Linked DNA regions of Mus musculus: regions 1 and 2 are each linked to region 3. Evidence: chromatin contacts called from public Hi-C and HiChIP or PLAC-seq data. All regions are on one chromosome and are shown on one strand. The core of a region is the stretch at or near the end of the contact, and the rest is flanking DNA. Distances in the headings are between cores, read along the strand shown. Region 1 holds the start of Fastkd5 (FAST kinase domains 5). Region 2 holds the start of Slc4a11 (solute carrier family 4, sodium bicarbonate transporter-like, member 11). Region 3 overlaps Atrn (attractin).

Region 1 (3,204 bases), core at 253-2,752, 330 kb after region 3:
GTCTGTTACTAATCATCCAATCAGAATCTGTGAGCTCCAGTTACAGTGATGGACACTGTCTCAAAAAGTAAGGTAGACAGTAATTGAGGAAGTTGCCTGATGGTGACCTCTGGCCTCCATATGCGCAAGCCAAGAAAGTCCTAGAAGCATGCAATAACTCTTCCTTTCCAGTACTGTTGACTAGAGGTGGGCTATAAGCTCCTCCCACTTCATAGGAGACTAGGAAACAGCATTTTGCAAAGAGAAACTAGATTGTCATGGCTGCCCAGGAGCAATCAAAGTTTGTCCCCTGGGGGTGGGATTTTTCACTCTGGGTTCATGAGCAGGTTGTAATCAGGTAAGAAGTCCCCAGTCAGTGAGGGCCATGTTACCAATGGTCTGGAAGGCACAGATGTTCAAATGTTCACAGCCAGGCAGGCTGCCTTACATAGAACCCAGAAGCTGGGATGCTGGTCTCAAATCTCTTTGTCACAACCTCTTATATAGCCTGTTTCCCCACCAGTGCCTTGGAGAAAGTATGGTATCTCTCTCAGTTTTCCTTCACAGCGTCTCAAATAGATGGCACTGACAAGGCTGAAGACTGAATAGACACCGACAGGCCTGGGACAGGCACTTCTGTTACATAGGACTTGGGAGAATCTTTCTTACCTTGATAGCCAAACCAGCCACGTGTGAGGCCCTCCTAAGGGAGGTAGACCATCCTGACCTACCCACCTTCAGTTCCAGCTCCACTTTTCCCTTCCCTTCCCTTCCCTTCCCTTCCCTTCCCTTCCCTTCCCTTCCCTTCCCTTCCCTTCCCTTCCCTTCCCTTCCCTTCCCTTCCCTTCCCTTTTCCCTTTTCCCTTTTTTTCCCTTTTTCCCTTTTTTCCCTTTTTCCCTTTTTTTCCCTTTTTTCCCTTTTTTCCCTTTTTTTCCCTTTTTCCCCCCTTTCCCCCCTTTCCCCCCTTTCCCCCCTTCCCCCCCTTTTCCCCCCTTTTCCCTTTTTTTCCCCTTCCCCCTTCCCCCTTCCCCCTTCCCCCTTCCCCCTTCCCTTCCCTTCCCGGTCTCTTTATATAGCTATGGTTGTCCTGGAACTATTTTGATCAGGCTGGCTTCGAATTCATAAAGATTCACCTGCCTCTGCCTCTTTAGTTCTGGGATTAAAGACGTGCATCCCTATGCCGGGATCCTTGCATACATTTTCATCTATCCATTGCTAGTTCCTCTTCTGAAAGCATTTTCACTATTAGAAATGCATCATGATTCTCTTTGTATAGATGACAAACTAGGCTTGAAAAGTTTGTGTGACTTCTTCAAAGTCATAAAACCCAGAACCTGTGCCAATTACTTCTGCTCAATTACTTTCAAAGCGACCCATCCAGGATAATATTTTTCCCTCTCCATGTTCTAAGGTCAGAAACTAGAAAATGGTCATGGAAAACTTCGACTACGGTTTTTTGAACCTCAGCGGCTCCGGTACCAACGTAAGCGGAAGGTGAGGGCCGCTGGCCGGAAGTGGGTTGTGGAGCGGTTGATGCAGGAGTCTGTGCATTGACTTACCCGGGGCGGCCCGGGACTGGAGTTAGGGAGCTGCCTTCGCGGGCTTCAGGTGAGTGGGCGGCCGGGGAGGACGAGGTGGCTCGACTTGCTGCCTGCACTCTGGCCTCGCCGGGTCCGGGCCGCGCGCTCCGCCATCCCGGTTCTCCCGGGCCTGCTGCGCTTCCCCGCGGGCTGTCCTCGTGCCGCCCCGGAGCACCTCTCAGCATCACCCTCTAGGGTCACCTTATCACGGCGGACTGCTGTGAGAGTGGGTCCGGACGGCGCTTTTAGCCCCCTGCGAGGTGGAGATCGAGTCTGCGTCTCTCACGGGGCTGTTGTGATAGCAGTCTCCCTGGTCTCTCCGTTCCAGTGTGCACGTGAAGCCCTAGCAAAGTGACTTAGCCTAGGGTCTCGGTCGGCGCCTGCGAGTCGGCGTTTCTGATCAGCTTTTCGCCAGCACTTTGAGCAGCGTTTGATGTAGGGCTTAGGACGGGGTGAGGCAATAGGACAAATATCCTTTCTTCATTTTAAGCAGTTTCTGGTTGTACAAACCCAACTCGGGCCAGGAGTGGTTCTCCCTTCTCTTTCTCCCCCCGGGGATAGGAAGTAATTGCTCCTTTTCTGTTAAGATCTTTTTGCTCTAACTCGGGAACTCTGGACAGGAGCCTTTATAGTCGATAGATTCACGCCTCTTCTCAGAGGCTACATTGCTCACTTGGTGTAGGCATCTGGGCATTGCTTCATCCTGTGACGCTCATATATAGATACTCCAACGTCAGAGGGAACTGGTATTTTGTGCTCATGTTTTCTGCACTTTGCCCACACTGAGGACCCAGAACAGTGCCTTTGTTTTTTGTTTGTTTGTTTGTTTTTTGTTTTTTCGAAACAGGGCTTCTCTGTATATCCCTGGCTGTCCTGGAACTCACTTTGTAGACCAGGCTGGCCTCGAACTCAGAAAATCCGCCTGCCTCTGCCTCCCGAGTGCTGGGATTAAAGGCGTAGAACAGTGCCCGGCTTAGAACATTGCCTTTCTAGAACTAGGTTCTAAGGCTTACTGTCCTCAGTTGCCGAAGGCTAGCCCTAGGGAATTTAGTCCTGCTTGGTAGACCAAAATAAAATCTGAAGACTACTATTTCATACAGCTGAGAGTTGTGCCGGACTGATGTGCCTGTGTGTCTTTCTCATTTATCTATCTATCTATCTATCTATTTATTTATTTATTTATTTATTTATCTATTTGGTCCCCAACGGAGTCTTGGCATTTATCATGTAAATAGGTCAATTTATATTTTTTTATTATATGTGTATGGGTGACTTCCATTTATGCATGTCTGCACCATTTGTATGCAGTGCTGGAGGAGGCCAGAAGAGGGCGTTGGATCTCCTGGGACTTGAATTAAGGTTGATTGTGAGCCACAGTGTGAGCGCTGGAAATCAAACCCCAATCCTCTGGAAGAGCAGCCAGTACTCTTAAACACTGAGCAATCTCTCCAGCCAGTAAGTCATCTTTTCTTTTTCTTTGTTTTTTGTTTTTTTTTTTTTTTCAAGTCAGGGTTTCTCTGTATAGCGCTAGCTGTCCTGGAATTTGTCCTGTAGATAAGACTGGCCTTGAACTCACAGACATCTACCTACCTCTGCCTCCCAAGTGCTGGGATTAAAAACTAGCTCTGTCACCACTCCCACCAC
Region 2 (3,574 bases), core at 1,042-3,541, 260 kb after region 3:
TCTCTGGTATAGAACTCAGGATGATAGGAGTGACAGCCTCTCCCTGCTGAGCCATCTTGTCAGCCCCTTCCCTTCTACACACACCATTTTAAAAGTTCTTAAAGGTTTGGGTGGTTTTTTTTAGATCAATTTATTTTTATATTATGTGTATGAGTGTTTTGTCTACTTATCACACCATATGTGCTTGTAGCGGCCAGAAGTATAGTTCAAGTGGTTCTGAGCCGTCATGTGGGTGCTGAGAACTAAACCCCACATGAGCAGAAAGTGCTCTTGACCACTGAGCAGTCTCTCTACTCTTCTATTTTGTTGTGGTTTTGGTTTTTTTGGGTTTTTTTTTTTTTTTTTTTTTTTTTTTTGGTTTTTCGAGACAGGGTATCTCTGTGTAGCCTTGGCTGTCCTTGAATTCACTTTGTAGACCAGGCTGGCCTCGAACTCAGAAATCCCCCTGCCTTCTGGGATTAAAGGCATGTGTCACCACTCCCGGTTTACAAGAATTGTGTGTGTGTGTGTGTGTGTGTGTGTGTTTGGTTGGTTAGTTTTGCTTTTGAGAAAAGGTCTCACAAAGTAGCTCTGGCTGGCCTAGAACTTGCTCTGTAGATCTGGCTGGCCTCAAACTTGGAGAGATCTGCCTGCTTCTGCCCCCAGAGTGCTGGGATTAAAAGCATGTGCTGCCACATCTGCCTTGTTTTATTTCATTTTTTTAATGAGATACTAAACGGTTGCTTCTCACCCCAGATTCTAAAAGAAAGACATGGCAAGGGGTAGGCAGAGCTTAAAGGTACATGGAAAGTCATTAGACACTACCTGGAAGGGGAGGGGAGGTATGTGCATAGGTGGGGTCCCTAGCCTGCCTGCTCATGTCATCACCCAATGTAGCAAAGGCAGGAGAAGGGCTTCAGTGTCGGTTTGCCCTTTCAGCCTCTGGCCTGCACAGCACAGGGCGGGTGGGAAAACGAAGGAAACCATTCCTTAAACACTGCCAAAAGGGCTGAAGGGGGAAAGGTCACACTTCGGTCCTCTGAGACAGTGGTGCAGGAGTCTACAGACTGGGGTGGGGGTGGGAGTGGGTACTCCTGGCTCCTTTCTCCTCCTAATAAGGAGAGGTTGGGGAAATTGTTCCTTAAGTCTCCAGAGATTTTCTGGAACTGGAAGGGTTTGGACCAACCAAGTATTGGGGTGCTGCTAGGAAGCTATGCAAAAGACATAACATGAGAGACTGGGGTGGAAGAGGGATCCCGACCCTGAGTCAGCCATTCTGCCAGGCTCTTCAGCTTTCCTGAACCCCCACCCTGCAACACCACCAGCCTGGATAGAGCTAGGAGTCTTTTTTTTGGGGGGAAGGGGAGTGTTCGAGACAGGGTTTCTCTGTGTAGCCCTGGCTGTCCTGGAACTCACTTTGTAGACCAGGCTGGCCTCAAACTCAAAAAATCCATCTGCCTCTGCCTCCCAAGTGTTGGGATTAAAGGCGTGCGCCACAACTGCCGGGTTTAGGGCTAGGATTCTAAGGAGAAGATACTGAGAGGAGTTCCTAAGAGCTAAGTGAACAACATGGCATGTAGCCTCCTCCCAGGGCCTGCTTACCCCAACAAAGGCAGCGTGCGGCTATCCCTGAGTCATCACGGTTCTTAGAGATGGGAGGGATCCTGGAATAACGAGCGCGCGCGTCTGTGTGTGTGTGTGTGTGTGTGTGTGTGTGTGTGTGTGTAGGGGAGACTTCAGGACCCTCCGTACCTTCAATCCGAATGCCAACTTGGCTCACCATGCCTATTTATATGCAAATTCCCGCAACACTCCAAATGCCTTTCCAACTCACCCACCCCCTAACACGCTTGAGCAACAGTGAAAGGAACTGTGTGGAAGCTATCACGGAGTGGGAAGGAGTGGCTGGAGAATAGTACTTTACTTAAGTGTGTGCCCCAGGGACAATAGGAAGCTCAAGGTCTGTAGAATCACTGGGAAGCCACCGAAGGTTGGGTTGGGGTTAAGGAAAGAGGTGCTCAACGCACTTATCAGAACTCACCGCAAGCCGCTCTCCAGAGACCCGGCCACTTCCTAACCTGGGAGAGGGATGCGGAACCGAGAGCGGGCGCCAGCGGGTGAACACGCGGGAGCGTGGGCGGCTTAGGGCGCTAGCCCACGGGCAAGTGCAGAAAGCGGCGTAGGCGGGGGTTGGGGACCGCCCTGGCGGTCGGGGGCGTGGCGAGGGCAAAGGGGCGCGGCAAGGGAGGGTTGGGGGCGATTCGGCAGCCCGAGGGTGTGGCAGTCAGTGGCGTACAGCTAAGGTGGGGGCGGAGTTCCTCCAAGCTTTTAAAACAGGCGCGCCCCTTCCCTCCGGGCTCCAGTGAGTGTCCCTGCACTGCTCTGAAACTTCGTAGTCCCTCCCAGGCCGGCACCCCACGACTCTCAGGCCTGCGCACGCGAGCCGCCGAGGATCCAGAACAGACCTCGCGGGTGAGGGCGCGACTTTGGCTGGAAGCAGCCTCACGCCGCACGGTTAGGAGCGCGGCGCGGCTCGCAGGAGTGTCGCCGGCTCCAGCTGCGAGCCGGCCCAGAACCACGGAGTCCTGATTGAGAAGCCCGGGCCATGGCCACGCCAGGCGTGTATGCCAGCGCCGGCCTCTCAGGCCTGGGTGGGCGAGAGGCTGTGCCGGCTTTGCGCCTCCGGAGGGGTTCGACCAAAAGAGTTCCGAATGTCAGTGCGCGCGCGCGGGGCAAGGGGCGGCCTGGGACACCGTGGGCATCCTGTCCGTGTTTGTTCTGCGTTCGCGGTCTTGACACACACACCCTCAGCAACTGAAGGAAAGATGTAACGTAGCCGGCGGAGGGGAGGGTTGGGAGCTCCGAAATGGGCAGGGTGGCGCTTTGGTGTCCTCAGCACCGGATTGCGTTCCGCCGCCTAGAGTTACGATTCATCAGAGCTGGGTGTATCCGGCCACTCACCTGCACGTGGGTGTGGTCTGTTCCCCTTAGCTACCGCCCCAAGTGCCTCCAAATCCTGCCCATCTACTCACTCTCAGTGGCTGCAAACATGGACTACATCTTTTTCTCGTACAGGCCCATCCTCCCGTGCGTCCTTCTTTGCACAAACATCTCGGATAGTACCTCCAATCTCTGTGTACTGCACACCCACTCTACCCCTTCTTTCCGGCATCGCAGGACACGGTACAACCCTGGGATAGAGGCAGTTGCTGGGTCGGTCCCCTGGGTGACCCCTAGGCCATTGAAGAGATGGGAAGAACTGCGTCTGAGATGGGCATGTGTGGCCCTTGGCAACCAGGGCAGATCTGAGGAGAGGCTCACCCCCACCTCAAAGTGCTGGGCGAGGCTGGGCTGGATCCAGGGAGGAGGCGATTTCCAGTTGTCTTCCTCCAGAACTGGATGGGGCTCAGTCAGAGACGCTTGGATTAATGAGCCGAGTACTGATGATAATTTAGTGATGACATGACCTGAGGAAGTACTCTTCACTTCCCTGGCACGCATAGGAAGTCCATACTAGGCAGACTAAGGGATTTAATACCTTACAGTAAGGATGGTCATCCCAGACACTGCAGGCTCCCCTACATAGTACTTTGAC
Region 3 (3,299 bases), core at 235-2,734:
CGTATCTGTAGAGGTCATCTGCAAGCCGGTATTTGTTGGCGCTGAAAGCCTTGTAGCCACCATGAACGTACAGAGCCTTGGTCCTGTCATCATAAACACTACTGTGGCCATAACCCCCTTGCACAAGAGCACCCTGAGTATGTAATATACTCCATGTGTTCTTTTCTGGATAAGAGACAATAGTTAAAGTCAATGTTGCAGGCTCCTCTTCTTATGAAATAATAAATTATTTAAACGATTTAAACATTAGTTTAAAGTCTAAACACCTTAGAGCAAAAGACGGAAGTTTAGGATATACTTTCACCTTATTATAAAGAAGACCATCTAGACAAGACTGCATCGGATCAGCACTAACTGGACTCAGTGTGCTAACCTTCACCCTGAAAGGGAGGCCATAAGGCTAGGAAGGAGATGCACTGGGAAAGCCTAGAGGAGCTGGAAGGAATGGCGGTGGATATGAACAAGCTATATTGTATACATGTATGAAATTTTCACAGAACAAGTTTTTAAAGATTCATATTTTGTTTTGTTTTGTTAAGCTAGGGTTTCTCTGTGTACCCTGCCTGGCCTGGAACTTGCTCTGTAGACCAGGCTGGCCTCACACTAATGGAGATACACCTGCCTCTGCCCCTTGAGTGCTGGGACCAAAGGGATGCGCCACCACACTGGCAAGATTCAAATTTTTAAAACAAATTCTAAAGATTAAAGATTCAAAGTTCTCTTAAGCAGACACTTAATTCCCTGTGCTCCTCAGTGAGTCCTTATGATCTTCAGATGCACTTTAATGATCTTTAGATGCATTTTCACAGGAATGTCAAACAAATGTTACAAAATTATAATTCTGACATTCCTATTATACAATAAAAACAATAAAATGTAACACAAGATTATACATTAAGGTAAAATAACAGTGCACTGGCCTAATATTTAAAGGACTAGCCAGAATTATTTTAGAGTGTTTACTGTTTTGCATTTTGCTTATTTTGATATCCAAAGCATTTAATGCTATCTTTGGCTCCTTGCAAGCTGACAAGAAGGGCCAAGGCCCTGCCTTGGCTTGGGAGGGGTCCTGAGGAAGGTGTTTCTGGGGGAGGGCAACTTGTCAACAAAAACAAAAAGTCAAATTGTGGGTCCAAGCTGGAGACAGTTTTCCAGTCTACTTTCTCTCTGACCGGCTTTCTCTACAGACAGCTCTCTCTCTAGACAGCTTTCTCTTGCTATTCTTTGCTGAAGGCAGTTCTCCAGGCAGTTCTCTCTTGCTATTGCAAAAAACATTCTGGATAGCTCGTCTCCTGCAGGTCATAAACCCAGTTACTCCAGGTTTCCTATAAATCAGCATCCTGGGACTCAGGCCCCTTGGGAGACAACAAGCACACATTTCCTTTTAACATTACAAAAGAATTCAGAGATCTACCTGCCTCTGTTAAGCACAAAAACTAGTTGGGTATCCTGTCTGGAAATTACCATTTCTACCACACCAAGGTCTAACTAACCTTGCTCTGTTCCAGGCCCACCCTGAACTCAGGACTTTGTCTGCCTTTGTAAGCACAAACTTAGCTGGGTGGCCTCCTCTAGCAATCAGCACTCCCTAAATCTCTTTAACTGCTTACTCAATATCTTTCTGACAAGTTGGCTCACAGCGAAGCTGCTTTTGTTCCTTTAGATCTGTGAAGCCCCTCATACAATTCATATTGCATCCTTCTATTTTTGTATAGTTGAGGAAGTATATGGTTTTGAACTCATGTTCTTTTCCACAGCCTTAAGAGCTGTCCTGAAGGTCCCACCATTTACTTCCCAGACTCACACTGGCTCTGATTATCATGAAGTCATTCACATTAACAGAAGGACATTACTCAGAAGAGGAGCATGAAATATGTACATTATTATACAAACAGGTTTATGTCCATAGTGTGACATCCATGGAGGCCCGGACCTGCTGCCCCTGTCTCAGGGCTGGAACCATGTCATTCTGTCCCAACCAGGACCATGCTGGACTCCTCAGTTCCCCCTCTTTTGTTACTAATTTGAGGGTGCAAACGTTGACTGTGAGCGCTTGACTTGCTTGATGTAGACTAATAGATGAAATAAATATCCCAAATTTCCCTCAGCTTTCCTTAATGCAATATACAGCTGCCAGCTTGGACCTACAATTGGACTTTTTGGGTTTTTTGACACCCCTTTCCTCAGAACCCCTCCCAAGCCAAGACTAGACCTTGACAAGTAAGAAACAGCTGTTGCACAGGGACTTCAACAACCTCAATCTCACCAGTTATCTACTGATACTATTTCAAGACAAGGTACTGGATCAAGATCATGCTGAATTTTGTTACGGTGTCCTAATAATAAGGGCAGGGGTTCTCAGTATGATATTCAAGATGCCTCCACTGGAAAAAATACATACCCAAGTCATATTCCTGCACAACGCTTATATATCCATAGAGTGGGCAATGACCGAAGATGACCAACATGACCACACGGCCAGATGCCAGTGTAACAATGTGTGCTGAGTGTCCAACCACTGCATACTGATCCTTAGCTTTCGGAGTTAACAATACCCATGATTCATTATGAATATGAAATACTCTCAGCTCATTGGTCACGTTCCCTGTTGAATCAATTTTTCCTCCATACATGTAGATTTTATCCTATAAGAAAGATGTAAACAGGATTTTTAAAACCATTAAGAAATCAACTCTAGGGCTGGAGAGAGAGTTTATGAACACTTGCTGCTCTTGCAGAGGACCCGGGTTTAGTTCCTAGTACCCACATGGCAGCTAACAGCCACCAGTTCTGATGCCATCCTCTTCTGACCTCTGGAGGAACAGTATACACAGGCATACATGCAGGCAAAACACCCACACACATAAAATAAAAATAAATACATCTTTTTAAAAATTATATTGGAAAACAACAATGAGTGGTTCACAATCTCATTGTGATCCCAGCTTAAGAAGTGTGAGTAACATGAGCTCTTCGGTGACTTGCTAGGAATAGCATAGAGAAAGAACCAACCAATACAATCACATTCTTCCCCTCTCTAAATCACCTTCTCTACATGAAACGTGTTACAGAACGAAAATGGTGTGGAAAATACAGTTGCCTCATTCTACAATATACGCTCAAAACAAGGAGATAACAATGGCTACTCAGTCACACGCATGCAGTATGCTAGACTTGATAATGGGCATAGGCTTGCTGACACTATTTAATCTTCATTGTTAACTGTGATCAGAGTATCCAAATGCAAGACACCATGGATTAAAATCGTTCTAACTTCAATTTCCAATTACAACTTGGTG

What was found. A called contact is a pair of places that touch in the nucleus more often than the background predicts. HiChIP or PLAC-seq counts read pairs in DNA pulled down with a chosen protein or histone mark.
Region 1: a Hi-C map of embryonic stem cells shows a contact between it and region 3, with 2.0 times the contacts expected there. The contact joins the promoter of Fastkd5 here to the enhancer-like site in region 3. A contact is called at or near these places in 3 of 39 promoter capture datasets (cranial neural crest, embryonic stem cells and frontonasal cranial neural crest), 2 of 15 datasets of contacts at CTCF or cohesin (the NIH/3T3 cell line and embryonic stem cells), 10 of 484 Hi-C or Micro-C datasets (the G1E-ER4 cell line, cranial neural crest, embryonic stem cells and 5 more), 2 of 115 datasets of contacts at active chromatin or transcription factors (the NIH/3T3 cell line and large pre-B cells) and 1 of 9 other capture datasets (embryonic stem cells).
Region 2: a contact with region 3 is called in an H3K4me3 HiChIP or PLAC-seq map of embryonic stem cells, with 17 read pairs. The contact joins the promoter of Slc4a11 here to the enhancer-like site in region 3. A contact is called at or near these places in 4 of 39 promoter capture datasets (the 3T3-L1 cell line, cranial neural crest, frontonasal cranial neural crest and 1 more), 3 of 484 Hi-C or Micro-C datasets (B cells, Th1 cells and bone marrow-derived macrophages), 2 of 115 datasets of contacts at active chromatin or transcription factors (astrocytes and embryonic stem cells) and 1 of 9 other capture datasets (pancreatic islet).

What each region holds. Positions count from the first base shown.
Region 1 is chr2:130,628,300-130,631,503 of GRCm38.p6, reverse strand. Fastkd5 (FAST kinase domains 5) reads left to right here and starts at 1,502. Exons shown (of 3, transcript NM_198176.3): 1 at 1,502-1,588; 2 at 2,869-3,015. Ubox5 (U box domain containing 5) reads left to right here and starts at 1,466. Exons shown (of 7, transcript NM_001255993.1): 1 at 1,466-1,588; 2 at 2,869-3,015.
Region 2 is chr2:130,696,236-130,699,809 of GRCm38.p6, reverse strand. It overlaps Slc4a11 (solute carrier family 4, sodium bicarbonate transporter-like, member 11), which reads left to right and starts at 2,291. Exons shown (of 21, transcript NM_001081162.1): 1 at 2,291-2,451; 2 at 3,055-3,162.
Region 3 is chr2:130,957,251-130,960,549 of GRCm38.p6, reverse strand. Atrn (attractin) reads right to left here. Exons shown (of 29, transcript NM_009730.3): 8 at 2,402-2,645; 9 at 1-165. Among named protein-coding and RNA genes, the nearest start is that of Atrn, 52 kb to the right of the region's middle. Within about 2 kb of position 1,484, at least 4 of the 459 cell types and tissues checked have an H3K27ac peak or open chromatin away from gene starts, as enhancers often do. A contact at or near this core is called in embryonic stem cells, where this site is marked.